2 separate regions of the Canis lupus genome follow, and region 2 is linked to region 1. A link is a contact called in public Hi-C data. All regions are on one chromosome and are shown on one strand. The core of a region is the stretch at or near the end of the contact, and the rest is flanking DNA. Distances in the headings are between cores, read along the strand shown. Region 1 overlaps CCDC81 (coiled-coil domain-containing protein 81). Region 2 holds the start of CCDC83 (coiled-coil domain-containing protein 83).

What was found. A called contact is a pair of places that touch in the nucleus more often than the background predicts.
Region 2: a Hi-C map of blood shows a contact between it and region 1, with 6 times the contacts expected there. The contact joins the promoter of CCDC83 here to the enhancer-like site in region 1. A contact is called at or near these places in 3 of 9 Hi-C or Micro-C datasets (amygdala and blood).

Annotation. Positions count from the first base shown.
Region 1 is chr21:13,223,839-13,231,333 of UU_Cfam_GSD_1.0, forward strand. CCDC81 (coiled-coil domain-containing protein 81) reads right to left here. Exons shown (of 13, transcript XM_038568371.1): 13 at 5,954-6,460. The coding sequence ends at 6,319. Among named protein-coding and RNA genes, the nearest start is that of CCDC81, 44 kb to the right of the region's middle. Within about 2 kb of position 4,428, at least 2 of the 20 cell types and tissues checked have an H3K27ac peak or open chromatin away from gene starts, as enhancers often do. A contact at or near this core is called in blood, where this site is marked.
Region 2 is chr21:13,693,377-13,700,871 of UU_Cfam_GSD_1.0, forward strand. CCDC83 (coiled-coil domain-containing protein 83) reads right to left here and starts at 4,662. Exons shown (of 10, transcript XM_038568399.1): 1 at 4,415-4,662. LOC111091500 (a long non-coding RNA gene) reads left to right here. Exons shown (of 12, transcript XR_005375568.1): 4 at 507-690; 5 at 2,225-2,346; 6 at 4,036-4,147; 7 at 6,952-7,108.

The sequences.
Region 1 (7,495 bases), core at 3,178-5,677:
GAATGTCTACAATAGCCAAAATATGGAAAGAGCCCAGAAGACTAGCGACAGATGAATAGATAAAGAAGATGTAGCATAGCTATACAATAGCATATTACTCAGCCATCAAAAAAGAATGAAATCTTGCTATTTGCAATGACAAGAATGGAACTAGAGGATATTATGCTAAGTAAAATAAGCAGTCAGAGAAAGACAAATACCATATGATCTCACTCATATGTGGAATTTAAGAAATAAAACAGATGAACATAGGGGAAGGGAAGGAAAAACAAAATGAGATGAAAATTGAGAGGGCAGCAAACCATAAGAGACGTTGAACTCTAGGAAACAAACTTTGCTGGAGGGGAGATTTACTGGAGGGGAGGTGAGTGGAGGGATGGGGAAACTAGGTGATGGGCACTAAGGAGGGCACTTGATGTAATGAGCCCTGGGTGTTATATGCAACTGATGAATCCCTAAATTCTACCTCTGAAAGTAACAAAAACAGAAAGAAGAAAGTGAGATAGAACTCGATCCTGAACATCAAGATTTTGCTTGCTTAGAGAAAAAAAAATTCCAGAGGATTTTAAAAGGACCCAGAGTTTCACAAGATAATATTCAAAATGTCTAAGATACATTACAAAATTATTTAACACATAAAGAACCAAGAAAATGTAGTTTATTTTCAAGGTAAAAGAAAACAAATGCCAACCTGAGATCACCTCAATACTGGAATTCTCAGAAAAGACCTTGAAGCAGATATTATAACCATAATCCATGAGGTTAAATAAAATACTATGATCTCAATAAAAAGATAGATGTTCTCAAGAGAGAAATAGAAACTACCAAAAGAAAGGAAATTTTGGAACTGAAAAAATATGCAAAATTCACTGGATTCAACAACAGAACACAGCCAATAGAGGAAAGAATCAGTGAATTTGAAGATAAATTAACAGAAATTATCCTATCTGAAAAACAGGGGGGGAAGTGAACAATGAATAAAGCCTTCGAGACCTGTGGGAATATATCAAAAGGTTTACCATGCATTTCATTGCATTCCCTAAAGGAGAAGAGAGAAATGAAGAACAAATATGTGAATCATGCACAAAACCTTCCCAAATTTGGTAAAAGACAAAATTTAAAAATTCAAGAAATTCAGTAAACACCAAATAAGACATACCATAATCAGACTACTGAGACAAAAAAATCAAGTAATCTTAAAAGTAGCCAGACAAAGAAACATTACATATGGAGGGACAATGATTCAAAAGGCTGAATTTTTAATCAGAAATCTTGGAACCAGAAGCAATAGAATAAACTCCATTCAAAATTCTATTTCCCATTGAAATGCCCCTCGGGTATAATAGCAAAATAAAGACATGATTAATGAAGACTAAAGTATACACTGTTATAGGCTGAATTGTAACCCCTCAAAATTTGTATGTTGAAGTCCTAACATCCAGCACTTCAGAATGTGACTATTTTAGACATAGGGCCTTTAAAGAGGTTAAGTTACACTAAGTGAAAATGAGGGCAGTAGAGCACCCTAATCCAGCAGAACTCATAAGAGGAGAAAATTAGGACGTGGATACAAACCCAAGGCAAACAAAAGATAGAAAATAGTACACAGTAGAAATTAATCACATTGAGAAGAAAAAAATAGGGAAATTTTAATGGAACCAAATGCTGATTCTTTGAAAGATCAATATATTTTTTTAAAGTTCTAGGCCGACTGACCAAGAAAAAAAGAAGACAAAAATTACTTATATTGAGAATCAAAGAGGGGATTTCACTACAGACGCCACAGACGTTAAAAGGATATGAGAACATTACTAACAACTGTATGCCCATAAATTCAACAATAGCTGAGAGTCCTTGATGCAACCTACCAAAACTGAACTCATCATTTAAGCCGTCCCAGCAAAGAAGACTCCAAGCCTGGATGGTTTCATTACTCAGTTCTACCAAGTATGTAAGAAAGAAAGAATACCAATTATATATAGTATCTTTCAGAAGATAGAAGAAAGGGGTACATTTCTCAACTCATTTTATGAGGTCATTACCCTGATATCAAAACTTTAAGACTACAAAAAACAAAAGAACATTACAAATTATGACTAGAACATTACCAAAAAATACATAATAAGCCTTTAACATGTGAACTGTGGAATGTCCTTCCTTCTTCCCCTCCTATCCCTACATAATCCTGCAAAACCAAAACCAACCAAATCCCCAAGAAAACCCTCAGATACAGCTATGTAGCCTAGATCCAAGGAAAGATGCCAGCAGCTGCAAGTGTCTTACTGCTTGCCTTCTGATGCAGGGCTTGATGTGTGGAGTGGAGCTTGAGCTGAATTTTAGATCCCAGTCACCCTGTGGTAGGCTGAATAACGGTCCCCCTAAACACCCATGTCCTAACCCCTGGAACATGTGCATGTCACTTTCTATGACAAATAGAATTCTGCAAATGTGATTAAGGATCTCGAGATGAGGAATTTATCCTGTAGTATCAGGTGAATCCTAAAGGTAACCACAACTGTGTTGATAAGAGAGAGGCAGGGGGAGGCTTGGAGGTGCTACACTGCTAGCTTTGAGGATGGAAGAAGGACCAGTCAAGATGTGTAAAGAGCTCTAGAAGCTAGCAAAGGCAAGGAAAAGGATGCTCCTCTCAGAGCCTTCATAGGAACCAGTCCTGCTAACACTTTGACTTTCACCCAATGGGACTGATTGCACATTTCTGACCTCTAGAGCTGTAGGAGAGTAAACTTGTATTGTTTTAAGCGACTGGGTTTGTGATCATCTGTTACAGCAGCAATAGAAAACCGGGAACTGAGCGCCTCAGTACACAGCCCAATTCACACAGCTGTTCAGGCTGGGCTGTGTGTAGTCCACTTCCTCCTCTCCTACCCACAGACTAAGACTAAATTAAGACAGAGGCTGCAACTAGTTCACACTTCTTTCTTAAATTTCGAAGGCCTCCCCCAGCCTGCAGTCTAGGCATTAGGGCATATGTTTTCACTCGTTCTATCTCTAGCTCCTTTCTCTCTGACCGCCAAATGCATTGGAAGAAGTAGTTCTGGGACTTTTGAAGAGGGGGTAGCAAAGAGCTACCTGCTTTTCTTGGGATACCTCATAAGAAAATGGTCGAGTTATGACAAGATAGAGCCTCAACATTCCTCAAGCTCCTGGCTGAATGCCATTATAATATCATCTTAACCACTAATGAATTCCAGCAAACTACACACTTACTATGAGAAGACAGTGGAGGGAAGAATTATATTAAAAGTGTGCTTATCAGACTGAAAATGATCTATTTACATTAGTGAATTCTTAAGTCAGTTTTGTTTAATCTAATCAGAATTTTTAATGAAATAAAATAGAATTAGAATGCATTGCAGATAGATGGGTAAGCATAGCTCTATAAAACTCTTGTCTCAATTATATGTGTGAGCATGGGTTCTGTGTTGTGATGTGAAACATATTTCTTTTACTGAGTCTTAGAGGATTTGAGAAATACTGGAGTATGTGCTTTCAAATAGCTTCCCAACTCTCATCTCACTGTTCTTGTGAAGAGTCAAAGAGAAAGACAAAAGTGGACATAGTTCTCTAAAAGTGAAAAGGCATTTTCATAAACAAAGTCCTCACTTTACTCACTTTTGATAGCTTAAGCTTATAATGATACTGAAAGAAAGCTACCCAGAGCAGGAGTTCCCAACTTGTGTCCAGATGGTATAGAAAACCTCTGATTGCATGCAAAATGTTATAGATGAAAATGGACATGTTTTTAGGAAAGGGTCCATAATTTTCATGAGATACTCAAAAGAGTCCACAAACTTGTGATATGTTAGTCTTGTCTGGCAGTGCCATAACTCTGGGAATGACATATCTTTGATGATAATAATTCATACTGATTTAGGAAAGGCCATTCTGATTGACTCTGGCCTAATAACAGGGTTGGACTACTACAAGATTAAGAGTTAAGATCAGTAAAAAGAGGGGGATTCTTGGGTGGCTCAGTCGTTCAGCACCTGCCTTTGGCCCAAGGCGTGATCCTGGAGTCCCAGGATCGAGTCCCACGTCAGGCTCCCGGCCTGCTTCTCCCTCTGCCCCATTCTCTCTCTCTTTCTGTGTGTCTATCATGAATAAATAAATAAAATCTTAAAAAAAAAAAAAAAACCTTTAAAAAAAATCAGTAAAAAGATACCAAATTATGAAGACTTTTTCTAAAAAGAGACTGTCCTTTCTCTATTATATGAAATCAATTATGTTAACGACAGGCTATAAATAAAGGCTGATTTTTAAAATGGTTGATAACAAAACATATTTGGTTTCATAACTCAACTCATATAACCACATTTCCATCTTAGCCTTGATAGCAGGAACACAGGGCTTTGACATCTGTTGCCTTGACCCCTTGTCACCCCTTACCTAGCTATTTCCTATTCATTTTAGGCCTCATTTCCTCCAAAAGCTTCCCCTTTCGATGCCAGGCTCAGCTGACTACAAGGGCTCCACCTTGTTCTTCCATAGCAACCCATGTACAGAACTGTTGGGTACTTACCTTGTTACAAGGCGATTTTCTAAATCATATCTCACCTCTGCACCACACAGTAAGTGCTCTGAAGGCAGACAGGGACAAATGAGTCTTAATCTCCGAGTCACCAAAAATTAGCTGGGTGCTTGGCACACAGTAAGAGTCAGTACCACTATAAATGGCAACAGATTTTAAGTTCAGTTCCTATAGTAAAAAGTGTTTGAGTAAAAAGTTTTCACTCAAACTTATCGAAATTCCCTAAGTCTTTTTTTTAACAAGGCAGTATATGCTTTTAAAAATATATTACTACAACACCATTATAGTATTTTGTTATATATTTGAGACAGAGACATACTCCAAGGGTGTAGCAGGTATGGACTTCAGGCAAGTCAGGTAGTACTGGGGAAAAGCTATGGCTGTCAATATTGGTTGGTGATGACTGGTCCTGCATGGAGTGATCTTCTGAAAAAACAGAAGTGGCAATGTAAGAAGCCTCTAGGGAGAGGTTCCAGACAATTCCAGTCCCCACTAAGCATGCTTATTTCCATAGAAAAAAACAAAATTTGCCAAATATCAATTTGACCAAGTATCTTCCCTTTAACTATTCAGGCCTCCAAACATTCTTATTTTGTATTTGTGGCAGAAACAATGTTTTAGATGTCTTGCCACATATACTTTCCCTCATTTACTAAGAAAGATGTGGCGGACAGAAAGCAAACAGTCTAAGGGACTGTATTCCTATCTTTTGTATTTCAGAAATCTAGACTTCATTCTGCTTTGCTCATTGGTTTGCCTGAGATGGTTGGACAGGGCAGGTGGAGAAAAGGTAAACGATGAAGATAAAATGACTTTTGGTTTAGAACACCCCTACCTTAACTGAAAATCAGTCTTTTAGCAGGAAGATACTCCTCTTCCATAGCACTTGCTGCTTAGACATGAATGCCAGTGAAGCAATTAGAGAGGAAGGTGGCACCTGGCAGGCCAGCCAGACTCCCCTCCCAGCACACATTTAGCCCAACAGTAAACCTATAATGGAATGGTTGGCCAGAAGGCACCAAGCAGTTGGGGGTGGGGGTGCCTGGGTGGCTCATTCAGGTAAGCATCTGCCTTGGGCTTAGTTCTGGATCAAACCTCAAGCCCTCTCGTTGGGCAGGGAGCCTGCTTCTTCCTCTTCCTTTGCCCTTGCCCCTTCACACCCTCCCCACCCCCACTCATGCTCTTTCTCAAATAAATAAATAAAATCTTAATTTAAAAAAAAAAAAGGAAGGGCACCAAGATAATAAGATCCCCTGAAGTTCCAAAATAAAAGTCCCAGGTGTATCTTCAACTAGAAAACTCAGAAAGCATTGCTCTGACCTCTTATGACAAATAACCTGATCTTCCTCTGGAATGTTCACATATACAGTTCTCTGGGGTGAGCTCGTAAAATTTACCATGATGCACAGTCAGGCATATAGAAAATATTTATTAGGACACTATTCATTACAGATGAAGAAAAGATAAAGTCTCTTACACAAAGTCACAGAGGAAGTGGCAAGGCAGGGTCAGCAGCACTCCCGCAGCCAGAATGAGGCTGGGTCCCCTGTTCCCAGCCCCCAGGGGCAGCAGGGTTCTGTGGGAGCAATGGGAAGTTAGAGGGGAGACCCTACTCATGTGAATTCTACAAGGGGTGAAAAGCAATCTGCTCCTGAAAGCAGCACAATAACTTTTTCCCTCTAAAGTAAAAATAGGTAGTTTCACCATCATGCCTAAACATTTAAAAAAAAAAATCTTCCCCAGGAAAACGTAGATCCAGACTTTGGGTTTTATACGAGCAACCGGGAACCATGCAAATACTTGTTCAGGGGCCACAGGTTGCTCTCGCCCACGTTGGAGGTGCGCCTCTGGCACTGCTTGCAGCGCCGATACTTCTCACACTGGTCCAGGAGGAAGAGTTTGTCTGACGCCCTGAGGAGAGGTGAGGACAAGCAATCGTTATTAGGCATTCCCTGAGTCCGTGCTGGGGGCCTAGTCCAGAAGCCAGTGCAGTAGAAGAGACGCAGAACTGCTCCCCCCCCCCCAGGTGCTTACCACCTACCTGTGATGGCTCCCCTACAGCCTCCGCCCCCCTCCACCTGCAGCCCAACCCAGCGTGGCATCACTGCTTCCAAACCTCTGCCATCGCCAGTCAATAAAAGGCTCTGAGCTGGTGCCTTCACAACCAGCCCACCCAAACCCTCAGAAAAGACATAATTTGCCCAGGGTCACACAGCCAGCACACAGAGCTTTGCCATGTGGATACCTTTACCTCCTGGGCTCTCAGAAACGGCACTGAGAGGGAAACAGGCCATTAATTAAGCTGCTGGTTAACTGTTAAGCCCCAGCAGACAGCTAGGAGTAGCCTTGCAAGGAAAAGTCCCAGGAGCCCAGAGGCCTCTAGCCTAAAGGGCAGGAGAGGAGGTGGAGTCAAAGAGGAAGAGGACTAAAGCGACTCAAAGCAGAGATGAAGCGACGTCAGTAGCTGATTTTGCACCTCAACAATTTTTCTCAACGCAAGACGGCCCCTGGTATGTCCCCCTTCTCAACCAAAACTACATGGGTGTAATTCTGTAAAAAGGACCATCAAGGATAGCCTTACAAGGAAAAAGAACAAATAATGGGCAGGAGGAGACCTACCTGGCTTGCCGTGGTGCTGGGACAGAGTATCATATGCTAACTGCTTACATGTAAAGCTTGTTTTTGCTTTTGCTTTGTTTTCTTTTTGATACGAACCAATTCCTTCTTCCTCCCTGCTCCTGCTTGAGGCCCTGCCCACCACATGGCCTCAGTCTGCAGGTGACAGGGTTGCCTGTCATCCTGACATTGAAGGTTGTTTCCTGTGTCTCCTCCATCCTTTATCACCACGTTGGCCAAGCATTCTTCCAAAATCCAGCAAAATCTCCCCTGACATTAATCTCACTGCCTTTTACCTGTTTTTCCCCAACCTTGAGAAAATGCCTTGAA
Region 2 (7,495 bases), core at 3,412-5,911, 470 kb after region 1:
CATCGTAGTTCACAGAAACTTCTCAGTTGAGAAAAAATTGCTTTCTTTTGTTTTAGATGCAGAGTTGAATTTTTATATTATTTTCCATTTTAGAATTAGAGTTTTTAACTTGACTATTGAACAAAAAGATAGCATGCTGACCAGTGTTTCATTTCACAACAGTTACTGTTCGACAGTGATTTTTATTATAAATATTTCAGTTAAAAGTTAAAACAAATGCTAACTTCGATCTCTAGTTCTCTAGTTCTCTTTATGAGTCATATGGAAGAGATCAAGTGTTAAAGTTTCCACCTACAGTACCCATCTGGTGCTGGGGGAGGGGGGATGACCTCATCGTGCTCAATTACCTCAGTTACCTGGCTAAACTCTCTGACTAAAGTATAGTTACGTAACTGAGGCTCATGACAAAGGACTTTAATAAAACATGAGTGAAAATGTGGATCCATTAAGCACAAATGATTTATGCAAAAACTATATTAAGATTCATTGTTTTATATATTTTTCAGAAAATTAGGAAGCATCGGTTGCCCTTTTAATAGATGCATTCTTGCAATGAGCTAATGACATTACTTCAGAAAGTACTAAGTACTTCTACATTTGATAATGTCCTACAAACAATGGGGATTTTCATAAATATTTACAAGGATTTACAGTTCTTGACCACCTAGAGGATTTCTATCTCAGCAAAAGGTGAGAATCCTAGAAAAAAAACTCACAAAATAATGTGATTACCTTTCAGGAAGGTTTCACAAAGAATAATTCCTGACAGAGGGACACTTGATCTGTTTGCCAGTAACTGCAAACATCTATTTAGTGCCTGCTCTGTGCATGGCACTTTACCTGACCCTTAATTTTAAAATATGAAGAGACAAGATCGCTACTCAGACAAAGAAATATACTCCAGCAGAACTTCAAAAAAATAATGAGCAACTTTAAAAGACTAGAAAGATTGTGCATGTAATGAATGCTCCCAAGATCGTGACTACAGGGTGACCTTCTGTGCCTGTTTTTCCTCTCCCAACACTGGGCTTTTTCTTTTTTTTTTTTTTAAGATTTTATTTATTTATTCATGAGAGACACAGAGAGAGAGAGAGAGAAAGAGAGAGAGGCAGAGACACAGGCAGAGGGAGAAGCAGGCTCCATACAGGGAGCCCAACGTGGGACTCAATCCCGGGTCTCCAGGATTACACCCTGGGCTGAAGGCAGCGCTAAACCACTGAGCCACCCAGGCTTCCCAACACTGGGCTTTCAATATACGTTGTGGTGGGAGGACAGGTGAGGAAGCTGAGTTTGAAGACTGGGTGTCCAGCCTTGTCAGAGCCCACTCCATAATCATTTCCCATCAGAAAATGTTTCAAAATATATTCCCCAAGTGCTTTTCACTGAAAAGTAAGTAGGCTGTTTGGAAAAAAATGGACATATAATAGCCACATTCTTCAAATGTACTGTTAACCCATGTCTTACTTTACTCTGCAAAATTATCCAAAAAACAAAAAAATGGATTCTCAGGATCCTAGCTCAGTATCTAGAAGGTTCCTCATGACTCTTTTTCATTTGGGACGAATATCCAGAAGCCTCCTACTGACTCTTTCCGAATTTTATGGAGGCTGGGAGGGATGGCAGCTCTGCCCTGATACGTTTCCAGACATTTAGAATGGATTCTGATGTTGATTAGCCAATGTTTTTATATAAATGTAGATTAAAATGGAAGATATTCATTTAATAGCATTAGTAATAGCAGAAGTTCTGAATAAGATTCCATCAGAGGTTGAGAGTATGGTTTAGTTAAAAGATCTCTATGTGGGTGTTGGAAGTCTTGAAATCTATCTAGTCCTGGCTCTGCTATTACCTACCTATAAATGTGTAACTCTAATAAACAACAACAATAATAATATAATAATATCTCATTACAGTGTTAACTGCAGTATATATTTGAAAACATTCATGGCATTCATTCTCAACAAAATACAACTCCTTTAATACTGAATAATAACTAATCACTTCATCTTTGGACTTGCAAAAAATATATGTTGGAACATAGGCCAGGATCTTCCATGGATGCAAACTAGATGTTCAATAAATGTCTAATTTGAATGACTGACTTGCAAATCATGTGTACTCACTTTCTTTACCAATGACCCTATTTATTTGCTCATAATGTCGTACATATCCTTAGTTTAGAAAGTAAATCATGTTTGTTTGTTTGTTTGTTTGTTTATTTAAGGTAAGCTCCACGCCCAGCGTGGAGCCCAATGTGGGGCTCAAATCCACAACCCTAGATCAAGACTTGCACCAAGATCAAGAGTTGGATGCTCAACTGACTGATCCACCCAGGGGGCCCTGAAAGTAAATCACTTTTATTTTATTTTATTTTATTTATTTTATTTTTTTATTTTATTATTTTATTTTAAGATTTTATTTATTTATTCATGACAGAGAGAGAGGCAGAGACACAGGCGGAAGGAGAAGCAGGCTCCACGCAGGGAGCCTGATGTGGGACTTGATCCTGGGACTCCAGGATCTTGCCCTAAGCTGAAGGCAGATGCTCAACCACTTGGCCACCCAGGTGTCCTAGTAAATCACTTTTAAATGCAAATACTCTCTTATGGTAGAACATATTTTTAATACAATTTTTAAATATTTAAAAAGTGTTCTTCAGTGTATGTTAAAAAAAAAAACTCTAAATTCATTTAAAGGCTTTTAGTAGTGAGAATATCACCTAAAAGTTAGTTTCAAACAAATTCAGTCCTCCTTTTGTATAGATTATGTATATACAGTCCAAAATAGCTTTAAAAAGTAAAACACAGCCAGTTTGGAGATACTTGTTAAACCACCATATACTCAAATTGAAGTATTTAAAAATATCTGGATATAGGTGCCTGGTTGGCTTAGTCTCAGGGTTGTAAGTTCAAGCCCCATGTTGGGTGTAGAGCCTATTTAAAATAAAAAAAGATAATAATAAAGTTAACTATTATTAATGTACCTTATATTTTAAAAAATAATAAATAAAATATCTGGATAAATGACACTAATAATAATAAATAAAATAATAAATAAAATATCTGGATAAGTGACAACTTTCACTTGCCTAATTGATGATTTACATTACATTGCCACATGTTTTCTTTGCCAGCACAAATCCTTTGGTCAGTAGCACATTTCTGAACTGCAGTTCCCAAATTATACTGGATTCTTAGCTTAATAATTGGTCTATCTTCTGATCCAGAATTGCTAATAACATAGTTTGAAAAGCACTATCTTATACTAACTTATCTAGCAACCAGAACTACATTTTCCCCCCAACTCCTTCTGTCCTTCAAGCTTAGAAATGTCACAAAAGAAACATAATCATGAAAAGAATATTGTGAAGATTATGGAAATGCATGCAGTATTTTCATACTCTGATGGTGGAGAACAAAAAAGTTTCTATCATCAAATAACAGTGGTGATTATGAAAAAGATCTGCTGGAGTCAGGTCTTGGGGTGGCAATAAGGAAATCCACGAGCGGTTATCACACACACAATGATAAATACCCAATCTCATTATTTTCCTTCTCTGCCTTCACAGAAACATATCTATGTATATACTTTTTTCCTTCAATGAGACATCTTCCACCTCTCATCCTCCTCCTCAACTCTCTCTTGTCTAACAGAGAGTTAATCATGGAGTGAGAAGGGGACTGAAGAAGCAAGGTAGTGTGAAATTGAATTGTAAAAGAAGGATGTTGCAGCATCCAGGGCGGGGAGCTGAAGCCAATCTATGGACTGAGAGAGTGAGGGTTAAGGCCATCAACAACATTCAGGCCACTCAGAAAGTACCCACAGGGGAGGGCTGTGTACTGGTACTGAGAAGGATGCAAGGGGGTGTGAGTCTTCACTCAAAACGCATTCACAAGACTGGGAATGTGCTAAGAACACTAAGCCAAGCAAGGCTTGAGTCAAGTCCTAGCCCCTCCACTATCAGTTTTATAACCCCAAACAAGCCTCTAAACCCCCTGATCCTGAGTTCTCTTCATCTTTCCTGCCTCCTCCCAGGGTTATCAAGGAAGCTCAAGTACTTTGGAAGTACTGTCAAGCAATAAAGCTCCAAACAAATGGAAGAACTGGTTTACTGAGCATCTACTGTATGCTAGAGGCTGCCTGTGAGGTGAGGGCATGAAGGGTAGGAAATATCAGAAAGGGAGACAGAACACGAAGACTCCTAACTCTGGGAAACGAACTAGGGGTGGTGGAAGGGGAGGAGGGCGGGGGGTGGGGGTGACTGGGTGACGGGCACTGAGGGGGGCACTGGACTGGATGAGCACTGGGTGTTATTCTGTATGTTGGCAAATTGAACACCAATAAAAAATCAATTTATTATAAAAAAAATAATATGGGGCTTTCTGGGGAAAAAAAAAAAAAAAAGGTTACGAACCTGAATCAAATTCAGATCCTGCCCTCCGGGAATGGAAGATCTAGAAGGGCAAACGAGCAACACACCCGGGGGTTCTACTGCAAGGCGGTTAATATTTTGGTCAGATCAAAAGATCTTCGGGTTCTGTGTCCTGCGTGAAGAGAGGTGGGCGTCTGAGCAGCGCTCCCGGCGGCTTCCAACGGTCCCGGAGCAGGGCCCGGGGAGGACGCCCGAGGGCGCGACCCAGGCCCCCGTGGGCGCAGGGCAGGCCCCGGGACTGGCGGGGGTGGGCGGGGAGGTCGGGCCTCAGGTGCCGGACGGGAGGGGTCGGGGCCGAGGCAGGAGGCCCGCCAGTCCCGCTACCGCCCTCCACGGCGTCCGGGAGCGGAGGCTCTGCAGGGGCCCGCAGTCCGCACTCGCCCGCCGCCAGGGGACCCGGCCCACCCCCTCCGCCGCGGCGCCAGCGCCCTCCGTTTCCAAGGCGACGCGCGCGCGCGGGCTGCCCCGCCCCGCCCCGCCCCGCCCCGCCCGGCCCCGCCCCGCCCCGCGCAGGAGCTCCCGCGGGCCGGGCGCGCCTCCCGGTGGCCGCACAGGAAAGAGGCGCGGCCGAAGGCCCGCGCTGCTGCCTTTTGCCGCCGAGATGGCGCCCTCCCGCCTGCTCCCCGCGCGATTTTCACCCCCGCAGCGCACCCTGCTGATTGCACACTAACGCACGCCCCCTCCCGGCCTCCCTCGACGGCTAAACCTGTAGGCGCTCGGTTGTGCGGACACGTGGCACGTGGCTCTGCGCCGAGACCGCAGCGTGGCTTAACAGGCGCTCGCGGGGCGGGCGGGGGTGTGCGCGGCCGGCCCCTGCCCCTCTGCCCCTCTGCCCCCCTGCCCCCCTGCCCTTCTGCCCCCCTGCCCCCCTGCCCCCCTGCCCCCCTACCCCCTGCCCCTCTGCCCCCCTGCCCCCCTGACCTTCTGCCCCCCTGGCTCCTGCCCCCCTGCCCCCCTGCCCCCTGCCCCTCTGCCCCCCCTGCCCCCATGCCCCCTTGCCCCCCTGGCCCCTGCCCCCCTGCCCCCCTGCCCTTCTGCCCCCCTGCCCCCCTGCCCCTCTGCCCCTCTGCCCCCCTGCCCCCCTACCCCCTGCCCCCCTGCCCCCCTGCCCCTCTGCCCCTCTGCCCCCCTACCCCCTGCCCCTCTGCCCCCCTGCCCCCTGCCCTTCTGCCCCCCTACCCCCCCTACCCCCCTGCCCTTCTGCCCCCCTGCCCCCCTGCCCTTCTGCCCCCCTACCCCCCTGCCCCCCTGCCCCCCTGCCCCCTGCCCCTCTGCCCCCCCTGCCCCCATGCCCCCTTGCCCCCCTGGCCCCTGCCCCCCTGCCCCCCTGCCCTTCTGCCCCCCTGCCCTTCTGTCCCTCTGCCCCCCTGCCCCCCTGCCCCTCTGCCTCCCTGCCCCCCTGCCCCCCTACCCCCTGCCCCTCTGCCCCCCTGCCCCCCTGCCCCTCTGCCCCCCTGACCCCTGCCCCACTGCCCCCCTGCCCCCTGCCCCTCTGCCCCCCCTGCCCCCCTGCCCTTCCACCCGCAGGGCTCTTGCTGGCCCGGGTTGGGTGCGACAGTCCCCTGGGGTTTGGTCCTTAACGGAATTGCAGCCTCCTCCACTAAGTGCTTGTGTGATAACACCCGGCTCTGTAAGCTCCTTGGTCCTGTTTTGCTTCTCTCTTTACTTTTTTTGCTCCTAAACCTCAAGAAAACCAACACAGATTCCGATTCCGTTTTCCTCACTCTTTCTACTTTTTGCAGCTCTGTCCTAATTTGAGGGGGAAATATATCACCTGGCTACAACCTCCGAAGGTGCCTTTTCTATCCTGCATTTTTTATTTTTATTTTTAATTTATTTTTGATTTTTTAAATTGGAGTTCAATTTGCCAACATACAGCATATCACCCAGTGCTCATCCCGTCCAGTGCCCCCCTCAGTGCCCGTCACCCAGTCACCCCAACCCCCCGCCCACCTCCCCTTCCACTACCCCTTGTTCATTTCCCAGAGTTAGGAGGCTCTCATGTTGTCACCCTCACTGATATTTTCACTCATTTCCTCCCCTTTCCCTTTATTCCCTTTCACTAATTTTTATATTCCCTAAATGAATGAGACATATAATGTTTGTCCTTCTCCGATTGACTTACTTCACTCAGCATAATACCCTCCAGTTCCATCCAAGTCGAAGCAAATGGTGGGTATTCGTCATTTCTAATGGCTGAGGAATATTCCATTATATACATAGACCACAGCTTTATCCATTCATCTTTTGAAGATACAGATACAGTGAAACGCCAGGACTCCTGCATTTTTTTTCTTTCTCGGCCTCACGACAATTTCTTACATCCTGGCAGCACCTACTTAGGCTAGTAACATCCAAGTCACTCACCCCTCTGTCCCCAGAAGACACAGGTGAGGAGCTCCCTTGAACCCCCACTCTTCATAAGTCACCTGTTTGACATTCTTGAATTTGATTTTTAAAAAATAGACTATCATATATAGTTTCTAATTAGTTCTGTGACTTTTTTTTTTTTTTTTTAGATTTTATTTCTTTGTTCGTGAGAGACACACAGAGAGAGGCAGACACCTAGACTCCCTGCAGGGAGCCAGATGGAGGACTCCAATGGGAAACAGAGATCACGCCTTGCACCGGAGGCAAGCCTCAACCACTGAGCCACCCAGGTGCCCCAGTCCTCTGGTATATTAATAACAAATTAACTTCTTTAGGGAATTGAATCAGTTAATATAAATATTAGCTTTTGGTTGAGGTAGTTTATCTCATTGGTAAAAAGTCATCCAAAAAGTAACCAGTTTGAGATAATTTATGTGTTCTACCTCATTTGGGCCTTCCTTTATTCCATCGGTGTTATGTCTTTGTTAAATGCCAACAGTTTCCTGTGATCTACACATTTGATAAAGATTTTCTTAGGTACTTGGTCTTTCCTAGAATAACAACAGGTGGGATTATGGGGTAAAATTATTAAATAGAGTGCAGATGCAGGAGAAAAAAGGTACCACCAAAAATTTTTCAAGCATGGGGATTATTTCTGTTAAATGGAAAAAGAATTTTGTGATTATTCAGCCC